Linked DNA regions of Sus scrofa: region 2 is linked to region 1. Evidence: chromatin contacts called from public Hi-C data. All regions are on one chromosome and are shown on one strand. Each heading gives the region's core, a stretch centred on a gene start, on an enhancer-like site or on the middle of the called end of the contact. The rest is flanking DNA. Distances are from core to core; before and after follow the strand shown.

Region 1 (7,302 bases), core at 885-3,384:
CCTCCCGGGGTCTCCGGGGAACCAGATCTGGGCTCCCCAGGGTGGGGGCTGGGCCGCTAGCGCTCCCCGCGGGGCCCCAAATTCCAGCGCTTCTCCCGCGAGTTCCTGGACGGCTCTTCACGCTCGTCCACCGGGCTTGCACTTTTGCGCCTGTCCCTGAGCGGGGAACTCAACTAAGTTCCTTGTCGAGATCTGCCCGGTCCGCCTAGTAACAGCGCCGCGCCCCCATTGGCTCATGCTAATTCCAGTTTCCTCTGTCTTTCTCCCGAGTTAGGGGGAAGCTCCCTCCTGGACCCGGAGCCCGTTTTGCCTGAGTGGGCGATCCTCTTTGTGACCCGCTGCCCCTCATCGTTGCCAGTCCGCCTCGGGCCAGGTCCAGGCGCACGCGGGGCTCGGGCCCCTCGCCCCCCGGGACAGAAGCAGCCGGGTGGTAGCTCGCAGCCCCATAAATCATCCCGGCAGCCGCCCGGTCGGGATTTTATGAATGAAAAAGCAGCCCGGCCGCCCTCGTGCGCGGGCTGAGGCTTCAAGGCTCTAGCGCCCCGGGGGCCAACTTGAGCCTGGGGGCCAGGGGGCGGCGGGGGCGGGGACAGGGCGGTGGGTGCTCCCTGGTCCCGCCACCCAGCGATCCCGAGGTGTGAGCCGGGGGTAATTAGCTGCCTGGACCTGGAATATTAGTAAACCCTAATTCTCGGCGGGGAGGGGGCGCGGGAAGAACCCTCCCTTGAAGGGGGGTTGGTATTGCGTGCGCCCTTGCGAAGGGGAGGGGGCTTTTTAATAAGTTTTCTTTGAGCCTTTAACCTTAGGGTGTATGGTGGTTTGATGACACCAAACTATACTGAGGGGAGTAAATGAACATTTTTCTTAATGGGGGTCAGGTAGTGTAAAAACTAAAAAAAATAAAAAGTGAAGTATGCGTAAAATGTTCTTTCAATTTAAAAATAAGCACCGAAGAAGAGCCTGAATCTTTAACTTTAAAAAACGTCATATATTCTTTGATATGTCTTAAAAGTTTGGAATAATATTGGGGACTCTTGTATAACCACGAAGATACATAGGTTTTGTTTAAAATCATCAGATCAATACAGCCATTTCTGTAACCTGTAATTGTTCTGCTCTTTGCCAGCCCCTGCCATCCCCGTCAGGCTCACGAATGCAGCCCCAGGGCAAATTCTAAAGGTGAAGAGAGGTCCACACCCCCAACAAAACCAATTAGGAAGCTTCCGGTGGTCTCGTCCCAGGCGGAGAGGGGACTAGTAGTTCCAGGGATTTAACTTCATTTTTAATTTTTAAAAATGAGGCAGGACAGAGACCAGTATTTTGCAGCCTTCCTTTCAGGGTGTTTTTCTAGCTGTTAAATTGCCAGGACAGGGCAAGGATGGGGGGATTGGGGAACCCCCGCAAGAAAGGACTGGCCAAGGTGGGAAGACAGCCTGCAGATCCCCCAGGCGCGGAGGACAGGATGAAGGAAACGCTGGCCACCATCTTGGGCTGCTGCTGGAATTTTCGGGCATTTATTTTATTTTATTTTTGAGCGAGCGCATGCTAGGCTGAAATATGCTTAACCATTAGGGTTCCTCCCTCGGGCATTGCAACGACCCCCCTGTGTGCCGGAATGAAGCCTCCACAAGGGTTGCCGGCTCTGCGTCCCTGAATGTTAAATGGTTCCTGAAATTTACACGTGTTGATGAAAATGAAAGAAGACACAGAAGCTAAGATTCCTAGGCTGCCTCTCCGCCCGTGGGTGCCCTCGTGGCGTTTTCGGAAATGCACCCATTCTCCTGGCTCGGGTAGAGGGTGTCACCGAACCCCAGAGTCCCCCTTCCATGCGGTCTTGCCCGGCTGCGTGTGGCCTGCCCGCCCTCCTAGTCGTCCCCCTCTGCAGAGCCACCTATACACAACCCCCCAAATCCTAAGGGGCCCACTCGGGGTGGACAGGACCCCCCTGCACCCCTCTTCCCCGCGGGGCGATTTGCGTTTCTATGAAAACCAAGTTTCGGGGGCAACTCCGCTTAGGGCAGGCGCGGCGCCTCCGGGATGGCTTTTGGGCTCTGCCCCTCGCCGCTCCCCGGCGCTCGGCGCCCGCGCCCCCTCCCCCTGAGCCCGCCCCCCCTCCCTCCCGCTCCCATTCTCTGCCCGGCTTTGATCTCTGCTTAACAACAGTAACGTCACACGGACTACAGGGGAGTTCTGTTGGAAGTTGCAAAGTCCTAGAGCCTCCAGAGGGCTGTCGGCGCAGTAGCAGCGAGCAGCAGCGTCCGCGCGCTCCGGCGAGGGGCAGAAGAGCTCGAGGGAGCACGGGGGCAGCAGGAGCTAAAGCCGAACGCGGACCCAGCCCGGGACCCACCGCCGCCCCAAGCCGCCTAGCAGAGCCCCAGCCATGGCACACCAGCTCCTGTGCTGCGAGATGGAGACCATCCGCCGGGCGTACCCCGATGCCAACCTCCTCAACGATCGGGTGCTGCGGGCCATGCTCAAGGCGGAGGAGACCTGCTCGCCCTCCGTGTCCTACTTCAAGTGCGTGCAGAAGGAAATCCTGCCTTCCATGCGGAAGATCGTGGCCACCTGGATGCTGGAGGTGCGGGGCTTCGGGCGGCTCTCTTAGCACTTTTCTGCGACTTGTTGCGCAAACCCACATTTCTTTGCCACTCATCTCCCTCCCTTCTCTCTCACCCCAACTTTGAAGTTTGCTGGAGTGTTGCTAGGAATCGTAATTCCAAAATATATAGATATTGTGGGTATTTTTTGAACGAGGAAGAAGTGGGGGTGGGGTCATTAGAAATTCCCTTCGTGGGGGGGGGGGTCGAAGACGTGTACCTTCGGGCAAAGCCACTGTCAAGGGCACCCCAGTTGGCTTCAGGGTGTGGGCCCGCAGGCTGGGCGCCCTTTGTAGCCCCCGCCTGGACCGCCACCGCGCAGCCCCCGCCTGCGCCCGAGCCCCGCTGCGCCTCCTCTCCCCGCCGCGCGGCCGCTGAATCTCCAGCTCCAGGGGGAGGGGGCATAGATTTGATTTTTAAATTAATATCCATGGACACGTATGCAAGGGCCACTCGTGCCAGTATTATGCGCCATCTTTGTTCTTTTATTGCAAAGCAAAAGTGTTTATTAATAATTGGGGGCAGGGTGGGGGCGGGGAGCGACCGGCGAGGCGCTTGGGGCCGCCGCGAGGGGCCGCGCGGCCACCGGGAACCGGCGGGAGGGGCGCGGGGACAGAACTCGGGCAGTTGTGCGGGGACCCCACTCGGGAAAGAGGGCCCCTTTGTTAAAGCAGCGAGTCCCGGGGCGCCCCGCAAGGCCAGCTTGGGCCGGAGAGCACGCCGGGCTGCAAGGTCGTGTGGCCCCCAAGACGCTGGGGGCTGACTCTCATCTGCAGGGGTCTCAACTTGGGGGACCTGTGTGGAGGGAGCCGGGGGCCCGGGGCACGTTTTCAGGCCTTCAGTGGGCTCCTACGGGCACCGCAAGTATTTTAAAATAATTTCTGAAAGTGCGGCGTGGTGCCCTTGCGAGAGGGAAACGGCGCCCGCGCCCAGGGGGAGGGGGGCTCCGAGTTCGAATTCCTGGGGCTCTCCCCTGAGCCTGCAGCGAGCTCTCGACCCCCGGCCCGGGTAAAGGACCGCCCGAGGGTCATTTTCAGGGGTTTTTTATGTACCCAGTTATTTTTTTTATATTTTTAAATATTTTTTGAAAAGATGACGTCTGGGGAAATGCGGCTCGGCGGCCTGGGACGCCACCTTTGTGTCTCGCAGGCGCTGCGAGCGCGGCGCCCAGCCCCACGGCCCGCCCCACGGCCCTGCACCCCATTTGGTGCCCACCCCAAGCTTGGAGGGTCCCGAGGCACCCACGCGGGCCGGGGTCTCGGGGACCCGCAGCCCGCGAGCGGCACACGCCGCCCAGCAGTGCCCGCTCCCGCTCCACTGTGCCAGCCTCCCGGGGACTTTCCCTTTCAGTTTCGTGGTGGGTGGGCATTAGGGACTCTCGGGGGAGGGGGCGCGTCGGCAGAAGCTCCTGCCGCCCCCTGCCCCGACCCTCCGCACGCTCGGGTACCCGAAGCCAACCCTGGCGGGAGCGGGGCGGGGGACGCCAAGTCTCCGCAGAGGGGGCCGGGCGCTCCCGGCGGCGGCGGCGGTCACGGCCCCCGGTGCCCCTGCAGGTCTGCGAGGAGCAGAAGTGCGAGGAGGAGGTCTTCCCGCTGGCCATGAACTACCTGGACCGCTTCCTGTCCCTGGAGCCCGTGAAAAAGAGCCGCCTGCAGCTGCTGGGAGCCACCTGCATGTTCGTGGCCTCGAAGATGAAGGAGACCATCCCCCTGACGGCCGAGAAGTTGTGCATCTACACCGACAACTCCATCCGGCCGGACGAGCTGCTGGTAACCCTGGGACCCCCACCGCCCCGGGACCCTCCGTTAGCCGCGGGACCCCGGGGGTGGGGGAGGTGCGGGGAGCAGGCAGTCCCGGCGGGCCGCTGACACACTCTCGGCCCCCGGAGAGGACGGCCACGCTGGTGGGGCCCCTCTCGCGGAGCGGGCGGGAGCGGGTGAGACCCTCGCCGCCCCGCATCCTGGCTGCCCCGCCTCACCCTTTCTGTCCGACTCCCCCCGCGTCTGCTTCCCTAAGGCCGCGAAAAGTGGGCGACGCGCGCCCTCTAGCGGCAGCCTCGCGGAGCCTGCGCCAACGTCCCGGGCTCGCGTTCCAGGTGTGGGCGGTCTTCTGGTCCCCACTCGAGGAAGGGTCGGCTTAATTAAACGCAGGAGCCTTTGCCGGCGACACCCTTCCTGTATAGATGTGGGGTCGCGCTTTGTCCCTCCAGGTCCCGGACCCTCCAACGCCCCCCAGTCCTTTCTCCCCGCCCCCTGTCCCACTGGGATCCATGCCTGCGCCTCTCTTTATGCCCGGTCCCCCCATTTCCCCAGCAAATGGAGCTGCTCCTGGTGAACAAACTCAAGTGGAACCTGGCGGCCATGACCCCGCACGACTTCATCGAGCACTTCCTCTCCAAAATGCCGGTGGCCGAGGAGAACAAACAGATCATCCGCAAACACGCGCAGACCTTCGTCGCCCTCTGTGCCACAGGTAGGGTGCCCGCCCCGCCTCTGAGTGCGCGCGCGCACTGTCCGGTGTCCCGCACTCTGCTGCTGTCTCCCGCGTCCTAGGAGATGGTCCCCAGGCCCCTCCCAGTCTCAGCAACCCTCCTCTTTTTCCCTGTCTTGGGGAGCAGAGGGCCGGGCTGTTGGTGGTGGCTCCAGGGAGGGGGGGGGCATCGCCTCCTGGGCGGGCAGCTCAGGCTGGCCACGGCCACGGGGCAGTGCCCGGGGGAGGGGGCGGCGGCTTCTGCTCCCCGCCAAGGCAGGGGTCGCTCCACGCTGAAAGGGCATTACCTTGGCCTCCCGGGCCTGCCTCTTGCGGGTCCTCCCCCCCCCCAGCCTTCCCGTGTCCTCAAGAAGCCTGAGCTGCGGGGCGGGGTGGGGGGGGTGCTCCTGGCCTCTGCCGGGCTGGGCCACCTGCCAGGGCCGCCGGCGGGAGTGCCTGCACCACGTGCTCTGGGCGGCCAGCAGCGGCCCTCGTGCGGGGGCGGCCAGCAGAGGCGCTTGGCCGCCTGAGGCCCCGCCAGGGGCGCCGCAGGCCGGCTCAGCTCACTGCCCTGGGAGTGGCTTCAGATCGCCGGGCTCGGGCAGCAGCGGTTGGCAGCGGGAGGCCCTCCCTCCCCCGGCACTGCTCTGGCCCTTCCCTGGGGGCTCCTCCCTGGCACTGCCCTCTCCCCAGCCCCTGAGGCCAGTCTCTCAGAACCCAACTCAGAGCCACATGGCGTGGCCCCCTCTTCTCCCAGCCCTGCCCCTGACCCCCTGCGACCTCTCCCTCCGCTCTGACCTTATAAGCTGGGGCCAGGATGCCTGGAGAACCTTGACCGGGGGTCCCAGGCCCCCATCCCGCTCAGCTCTGCTGTGGACCACCTCTATCCTGGTCGGGCCTCAGCGGTCAAATCTGTGTGGGGCTCTCTGGGGGCCACCTCAGGGCCACTCGGCACCAAAGTGGGTCGTTGGCATCTTTCACCCCATCCTCAAAAGAGGGGTAGAGCCCCCACCCCCGCTTGCCTTCACCCTCCTGAGGTCTGGGTGCCCTGGTGCTGGGATTTCTGGGTTAGGAGAGTCGGGAAGGTTCTGCTCCCTGCCCTGCCCCCTGCCCCTCCTCTGCCTGCTCAGAAACGGAACCCCTTTTCCGAGTCCTTACAAGGAAGCCTTCTTGGCGGGGGGCAAACGAGAGGCCCAAACCCTCCTTGGCCTGGATGGACCTGAGGGCTCAGGGTGCCCCTCCCCAGGCTTTCCCACCCCTTAGCACTCGCCTTTGGGGAGGGCAGCCTCTCACCCGAGTCCCCTCAGCCTCCAGGGACCAGCCCAGCAAGCAGGCAGGGAGGCGTTCTCTGGCTGGGATGCCTCCGAAAAGAGAAGCCTCCAGAGACTTCAGGCAGCCTTTTATGGAGCTGAAAGTGCTTCAGAGAAACGGCAAAGTTTCCTGGAGATAATGCAAGGAGCAGTTCTTGTGCACCCCGCCCCCAGGACGGCGGAGGCAGCCTGGAGCTCCCCCTCTCCCGGGACCCCAGGAAGTGGGGTGTGCAGCCTGCGTGGGGTGCTGGCAGCCCAGAAGCCCGGCGCAGAGGCTGTGATCGAGCTTGGCGCCGGCCCTCCGGCTGCTGAGCCTGGGCCCGGCGTGGGGGTGTGGCCCCAGCACAGATACCTGGGCTGAAGGCGGGCGGGTGGCGACCCAGCTTTCACGTGCATTAACTCCAAGGAGGGGCTTGATGAGGGACAGACAGGCCAGGGGAGAGGGCAGCACCCACCCACCGGGTCCTGACCCCGCCTGCCTGTGAGAACATAACGCACGTGGCTGTGTCCTGAGTCCCAGAAGGGCTTCTCAAGATGAGAGTGACATTACAGTCTAAAAACAGGCAGCTTCCGTGAGGTGGAGACGTGAGCAAAAGTCCCGGGAGATGTTTTGACCCCCACGTGGCAAGGTCCCTTTTAAGGCGCCGGGGGTGGGGCTCTGCTTTTCCCGCCCCGAGGGCCTGCAGACCTGGGTTCCTGTGTGCAGGGGCCTCGTCGCCCACACACGGGGTTGGCTTCTGCTCGTGCGCACGGAGTAGCACTGGGGCAGGCGAGGTGACGAATGACCAGTGCTCTTTGAAGCTGGCCTGTCACCGAGCTTAGTGGATGGGCCTGAGCGGGGTCAGCAGAGCCACACAGCTCCCGTGCCCACTGGCCGTGGCCTGCTGGGCTCTTGATAGCCAGGCAGCGGCCAGAAACAGCTGTGG
Region 2 (6,636 bases), core at 1,838-4,337, 420 kb before region 1:
GCTGGAGGGCAGTGACTGCTCAACCGCGGGGCCGCGAAGGTATGTGGCACGGGAGCTCGGGCCCCACCTGTAGGGAGGGGACTCCGGGCTGGACATCAGGGCCGGGCGCCGGCTGGCAAAGGGCCCCTGGCTCCGGCGGGAGGGCCGGCCACCCTTCGTGGCCCTGGGACCTGCGCTCTCAGTGGACGGCCTGGTGCCTCCTTTTCTGATTCCAGAACAAAACTAACCCACATCCCTAACTGACCAATAGCGCAGCAGAAACAGGAAGACCACGTGGCAGGCTGGGGGCTGGGCCGCGGGCCCGGCCCCCCAACACGCAGGTGCTGGGGTGTCCGACTAACCTCCTGGGAGGCCGTAACCAAGGGCCACCCCTGGGTGACTTTCAACAACAGAGGTTTTATCCTCTTGCAGCCTGAAGGTCGGAAATCCTGGGTCAGGACGGGGCTCCAGGGAGGGTCCCTCCTGCCTCTTCCAGCTTCTGGGCCCCGCCCTCCGCCACCCGTGGCTTGTGACCACATTCCTCTCACCTGTGCCTCGTCCTCACGGGGCCTCGTCTGGGTCCTCTCTCCTTATAGGGATGCTGCTCCCTGGGTGTAGGCCCACCCTAACCCCGTGTGACCTCACCTTGGTTACATTGGCAAAGGCCCTATTTTCAAATATGGTCCCGCTCTGAGGGGCCGGGGAGTCGTGATGAGCCCAGCAGAGCTTCCAGTGGCCTCGTGTTGGACATGTGATGACACAGCGTGGAGGGGCTGCAGGAATCAGGGGACAGTGGCGGGGCTGGACTTTGGTGCCCCATTTGGGTGCCAGCGCTGGCCTTGCCAGTTTGGTAGCTATTTGGCCTTGGCAAGTTATTGAGCCCACTTGGCCTTCGCGTCTCTGTCTGTAAAAGGGGTCTACGGGTTCCCTCCACCGCGATGACCTGATTCTCTAAAGGAAGGGGAGGGGACAGAGGTTCATGTGAGACCAGAAGCAGTGTCCTTGACACTGACCCAGGGTCCTGGTCCTGCCGCCCCGTGGCGGCACAAGCTCCTTGCCCCTCGGTTGTCTTATCTGCAAGATGAGATAAGGCTCGTGCCCACCTGGCTGGCTGGCAGTGACGACTGACAGGAGGCCAGCAGGAAGCACCTGCCCCCCAACCCAGGTTGGTGCCTAGCACGGACTGGCCTTACAGGTGTGGCTTGGGTTGGCCGCTGGAGATGGTCCTGCTTGAACACTGCCATCTGACACAGTTTTTATTGGTTCTTTTTTTCTTTCTTCAGGGGGCTGCGCCTGCAGCATATGGAGGTTCCCAAGCTAGGGGTTGGATCGGAGCCATAGCCCCCGGCCTACATCACAGCCACAGCAACGCAGGATCTGAGCCATACACCACAGCTCAGGCAGCGCCGGATCCTTCACCCACTGAGCGAGACCAGGGCTCGAACCTCCCTCTTCACGGGTGCTAGTCAGGTTCGCAACCCGCGGAACCACAATGGGAACGCCTTTATTGGCAGTTTTAACAGTGAGTGCCAGCAGGATGAAGCTGAGCAACTATTACAATTATCAACCACGTCAGGAGGTGAAGCAGTTCTAGTCTGGTGGCACACATGGTGTTAGGAGTGGGAAATGCAGAGTTTCCTGGCACCAGTGCCACCCCAGAGTCTTTGCGCCAAGGCTGGGGCTGCTTGGACGCTGGGCTGCAAAGTAGCTATGCCCACAGAAGCTGGACGAGGGCAGTGTCACTGCCAGGCCACCAGTGTCCTCCCCGCACCCCTCCCCATGCATGACGAGAAGCGTGCGTTTATGTGCACCCAGGCTCGAACTCAGAGACGGGGCCTGGGGAGCGGAATTCACTTACTGCCAGTTTCAGGGGACCCCTCGTGCCCATGTGACCTCCTGCCCTTCTAGATACCAGAGCCGTGTCCGCTGGTGGGGCCTCCCTTCCCTCTGGCTTCACACCCCCTTGCGCGGGGCCTCTTGGTCAAACAGCTAATGATGCCGAACCGAGCAGTGTCCTGGGGGAGCCCCTGTTTGAAGGGGCCCCGCCATGGATCTTGTGTGACGTGGGGTTTCGTGGGTCCCTCCCCCACCCCCACCCCTGTGTCGTGATCCAGGTCGGCAACCCTGGCTTCGCCCAGCCCCTGGGGCCCTGTGGCTCGCTCACCTGGCACAGAGAAGCCGGGACAGCCACGAGAGGGGCTTTTGATCTCAGAACGGCTGGCGCTTTTGCCAAGAGCCCCGACGTTCCTGCCTGGCTGCAGCCCAAGCCAGCCTCTCAGAGGGCATCTCCTTCGAGAGCCATTTGGGAAAAACACCTTTGACAAATGGCCTGTGCCGGGGCCTGGGGGGGCGGTGACGGGGGGCGGCGCACCCCGCCCCAGGTCTCCTCCTTGGCTACCGGCCTGGGTCCCAGGACGCAGGGCCATATGGCAGGTTCAGAATGCGTGCCAGCCCCCACATTCCTGTGTGGCGCCCCCGAGGCCCTTAGTGCCGGCAGGCACTGCCCACCTCTGCCAGCCGGAGCCCCTGGGAGCTCTCAGTGCCCTTGGAGTGGGAGGGGCACCTGCCTCCGCACCAGTGACCTGGGACCGCGTGCACGCGTGGGAAAACCAAAAGCAAAGCTGCGCCCTCCCCTCCCCCCTGCCCCAGGGCAGCGAGGCTCCGCGGGGCCTTCGTTTTCTCTCGTCCCGTTGAGCCAGGCTGACAGTCGTTCAGAAGGCCGTTGCGAACACTTCCTTGTAAGTTGGCTCGAAGGAAGTGTTTGCGTAGGAGCGCTTTCCCACAGCCGGGGGACAATGGGGTGCCTTTGCGTCCTCGTCCTTCCTGCGGCGGGAGGTGGGCCTGGAGGCCCGCCAGGCCCGCGCTGCCAAGTCACCTCCACTCATCATTAGCAGGATGCGTTTGATTAATATCTGACGTAGAAAGAGGCCTGCGCTTGGCTGGCGGTCACACCCCGCCGCCGAGGGGCTGGCGCTCGCAGGCCCGGCTCTGTGCGCAGGGTCCCCGGGGCCGCCGGCTGGTGGGTGGCGCGGGGGACCGCGCTGGGCTCAGCGTGGCGGTGCGAACCGGCCGCCCGGCTCGGCTCCCAGCCCTTTGAAGCCTTTCCAGGTGGCCCGGCTCCGTCCTCCCGGTGCGGTCCTTGTGTGTTTCCAGTCCATCCAGATCCACGAAGCAACACTGAATGGTCCAGTTCGCCCGAGGCCCGCTGGCCTGGCCACTAGGGAGGCCACTGTGGGAAGGTGCCTCTGGGGGATTCTCTGAGCCTGTCTGAGCACCCCCCCTCCCCGCCGCCTGTGTACACAGGCCTCTGTCTTCCCATTGTCTCATCCAGGGCCACTCGGAGGCCACAGCTCTCAGGCAGCCCTTGCCCACGAGTGGCCAGGAAGGGGACCACGGCATCTGGCTAGGGGGACCGGGCCGTGGAAAGGCAGGCAGGGACAATAGCCGGTGGCAGTGGGGTTTTTGAGGACCACAGCCTCTGGGCAGCAGAAGGGGGCCCAGAGCGTGGGTGGTGCAAACTATGGGTCCGGGCGGAGGGGAAGAAGGGCCGTGTGTGCTTGGGGCAGGAGGTGAGGCTGATGCCCAGGGCTTGGGCATCGTCGAGCAGATGGGGATGGGTGGTGCCCGAGGGAGTGGGTTTCCAGACAGGCAAGCCCTGCAGGGTCTCGGGACTGATCCTGAGATCAGTTTAAAGCAGGAAGGATCTTCCGGGACCTCTGCCTCGGACCCTCTGTGTTGGAGGAGCCTAGAATCCTATAGGCAGGGAGCAGCCCAGGCCACGCCCCTTGGGGGGGACCCCCCCACACACACACCGAGTGCTCATTTGGCGGGGGGGGGGTCCTCAGGAGCTTCAAGGAAGACCCTCCTGAACACTGTTCAGGCTGCCAGTGTTTGCTGAGCCGGGGTTTGCTGAGCACCACAGCGCCGTGCCAGCCCGGGGAAGTGCCAGCCCCCGGGAAGCCGTGGTGAACACAGCAGGTGCCACCCTCACGCCCTGCCCTCTCGGATGCTGCTCTGGGCACCTGAGCCTCCCGCTGGATCAGGTTCCTGCAGCCCCCACTCCTCAGAGCTGTGGGAGGCTCACACCTGGTCAGGCTCACCTGCCCTCTCAGGGCTTTTGTCCAGGACCCTTGTAGTGACCCCAGAAAGAGGTGTCCAAGCCCCTCTCCCGGAGCCTGTGAATGTGACCTGACTTGGGAAAAGGTCTTTGTGATCAAGGGGTTGCCACGTGCTGGTCCTGGATTATCCACATGAGCCCTAAACCCAGGAGAGCGTCCTTACAGGACGGAGGAGGAGGCAGAGGTGGGAGGGACTCGGCCACCGCCCAGGAGGCTGTGGATTGCTGACAGCCCCAGAGTCTCCGGGGAAGACCCTCCCCTGGAGCCTCGGCAGGGAGCGTGGCCCTGCCCACACTTTGAGCTCAGACTCTGGCGGCCAGACCGAATGAGTCAGGTTTTGCTGTTTCAGGCCTTGGGGTGCTGTCCTTTGTTAGGGCTGCCCTGGGACACCCTCCCTCCCTCTCTGGAACCTTTCAGGTCGCAGCCTGGCCCACCTCCTGAGAGAGGAGCTCCCTGCTGCCCAGCCGAGCCCCCGCCCCAGTCCCACCCCGAGACCAGGCACTTCCTGATCGCCAGTGGACCCCTGGGGGGTCGCATATTGATATCATGAATAGCTTGATTCTTACTAAATGAGTGATCCATCCCCCCACCCGTCCATTCACTTAGCCACCATTCCCTGAGCGCCCATGGGGTGCCAGGGCGGCGGACTTCGCAGAGCACAGGACAGACAGGAGTGCTGGCCCCCAGCCATGCTCTGGAGGGGTGGGGGTGGCATGGAGAGAAGCAGAGGAAGTGTCTTCTGTGTCAGATGGTGGGAATCCAGGCCCTAGGATGAGGGGACGTCTCAGCAGGGGCCTGAGAGCAGGGCTGGAGGGAGCTGGCTAGAGGTCTGGGGTAGAACCTTCTGCGTAGAGTGAGTAGCAGGTGCAAAGGCCCCAAGAGGGGCTTTCTTGGTGCCTCCAGGCTCACCCAGGAGGCTGGGGCAGAGGTGCTCAGGGAGGGAGGGAGGGAGGATGGCTGGCAGATGGCATTTGTGGGCGAGTGAGACGGGGAGCCCCTGCTTGGGCAGAGGAGGGATGGGGGCTCATGCACATTTTTAATGCCCGCCCTGAGCTGGGCAGTCTGGGGGTGAGCATCCACAGGGCCACTCCAGAATATTTCCAGGAAGTCAGAGCACCCCCTTTCACCAGGTACCACGAACGACTGAAACCAAAGCTGGGAGGGGGGTGCATCTCCTTGTTCGCGCAGAGGCAGGATCAGGCTGAGCACCAGCCAAGAGCTGAGAGGTAGTGACAGGACCTCTGTTTACAGGGCATCTCTTTACAGGGCTTGGACGTGTTTAAAGGAATCTCAGGCCTGGTCTCTCTGAAGAGCATCGCTCCCTTCAGAGCCTCAGATCCATCAGTCCATCGACACGTGTGTTGACTGCTGGCTGGCATTTCCTGTGTACCAGGCACAGCACGCACATTACCAAACTTAATCCTTACCACTTTCCCATGAGGTGCCCTTCCTACAGAGGATGAAACAGGGGCTCAGAGAGGACCATCCACCCATCCATCTATCAACCCACCTACCCACCCACCCGTCCATCCATCCACCCACTCACCTATCCATCCATCCATCCATCCATCCATCCATCCATCCATCCATCCATCCATCCACCTATCCATCCATCCATCCATCCATCCATCCATCCATTAACCCACCCACCCACCCACCCATCCATCCATCCACCCACTCACCTATCCATCCATCCATCGACCCACTCATACATCCATCCATTAACCCACTCACCTATCCATCCATCCATCCATCCATCCATCCATTAACCCATCCATCCCCTCATCCATCCATCCATCCACCCACTCACCTATCCATCCATCCATCGACCCACTCATACATCCATCCATTAACCCACTCACCTATCCATCCATCCATCCATCCATCCATCCATTAACCCATCCATCCCCTCATCCATCCATCCACCCATCCATCTGCTCATCCATCCATCCATCCATCCACCCACTCACCTATCCATCCATCCATCGACCCACTCATCCATCCCCTCATCCATCCATCCATCCATCCATCCATCCATCCATCCATCCATCCATCCATTAACCCACCCACCCATCCATTCATCCCCTCATCCATCCTTCCATCCACACAAACATTCCTCCTCTCTTTTCCTCCCCCTCCCCCCTGCAATCTATTGCAAACGGTCTTGTAGACACTGGGGATGCAGGACAGACCCGGCCCCGGTCTCACCATTGGATGGTAGCCACAGACATTGAACGAATTATTCCACAAATAATCCTGTCACTAGAATTGCGAAGCCCACCTGGAAGGAAGGAAGATACAGCTCCCACCGCGCATCTGACAGTGGCCGCGCCTCCTCTGGTGGGGGGGGGGCTTCTCTGAGGACGATCTGGGTGTGGGGTGAATTGGAGGGACCTGGTCAGGGGAGCGGAGCAGGGGGAACAGAGTGTGCAAAGCCTCTGCACAGGGAAGGTCTTGGGGAGGTGGGAAGAGGCGAGAGAAAACCAGCGTGTCGTGGAGAGGGGAGCAGGGCGACCAGCCCAGCCTCAGACCACCTCCT

What was found. Hi-C and Micro-C count contacts between places; a contact is called where the count stands out from the background.
Region 2: a Hi-C map of omental adipose tissue shows a contact between it and region 1, with 3 times the contacts expected there. The contact joins the enhancer-like site here to the promoter of CCND1 in region 1. A contact is called at or near these places in 2 of 5 promoter capture datasets (fetal skeletal muscle and liver), 29 of 47 Hi-C or Micro-C datasets (alveolar macrophages, blood, brain and 14 more) and 2 of 2 datasets of contacts at active chromatin or transcription factors (alveolar macrophages and skeletal muscle).

The regions. Positions count from the first base shown.
Region 1 is chr2:3,628,212-3,635,513 of Sscrofa11.1, reverse strand. CCND1 (G1/S-specific cyclin-D1) reads left to right here and starts at 2,134. Exons shown (of 5, transcript XM_021082686.1): 1 at 2,134-2,578; 2 at 4,151-4,366; 3 at 4,910-5,069. The coding sequence starts at 2,381.
Region 2 is chr2:4,053,387-4,060,022 of Sscrofa11.1, reverse strand. No RefSeq gene overlaps it. Among named protein-coding and RNA genes, the nearest start is that of TPCN2, 48 kb to the left of the region's middle. Within about 2 kb of position 3,087, at least 10 of the 83 cell types and tissues checked have an H3K27ac peak or open chromatin away from gene starts, as enhancers often do. A contact at or near this core is called in omental adipose tissue and retroperitoneal adipose tissue, where this site is marked.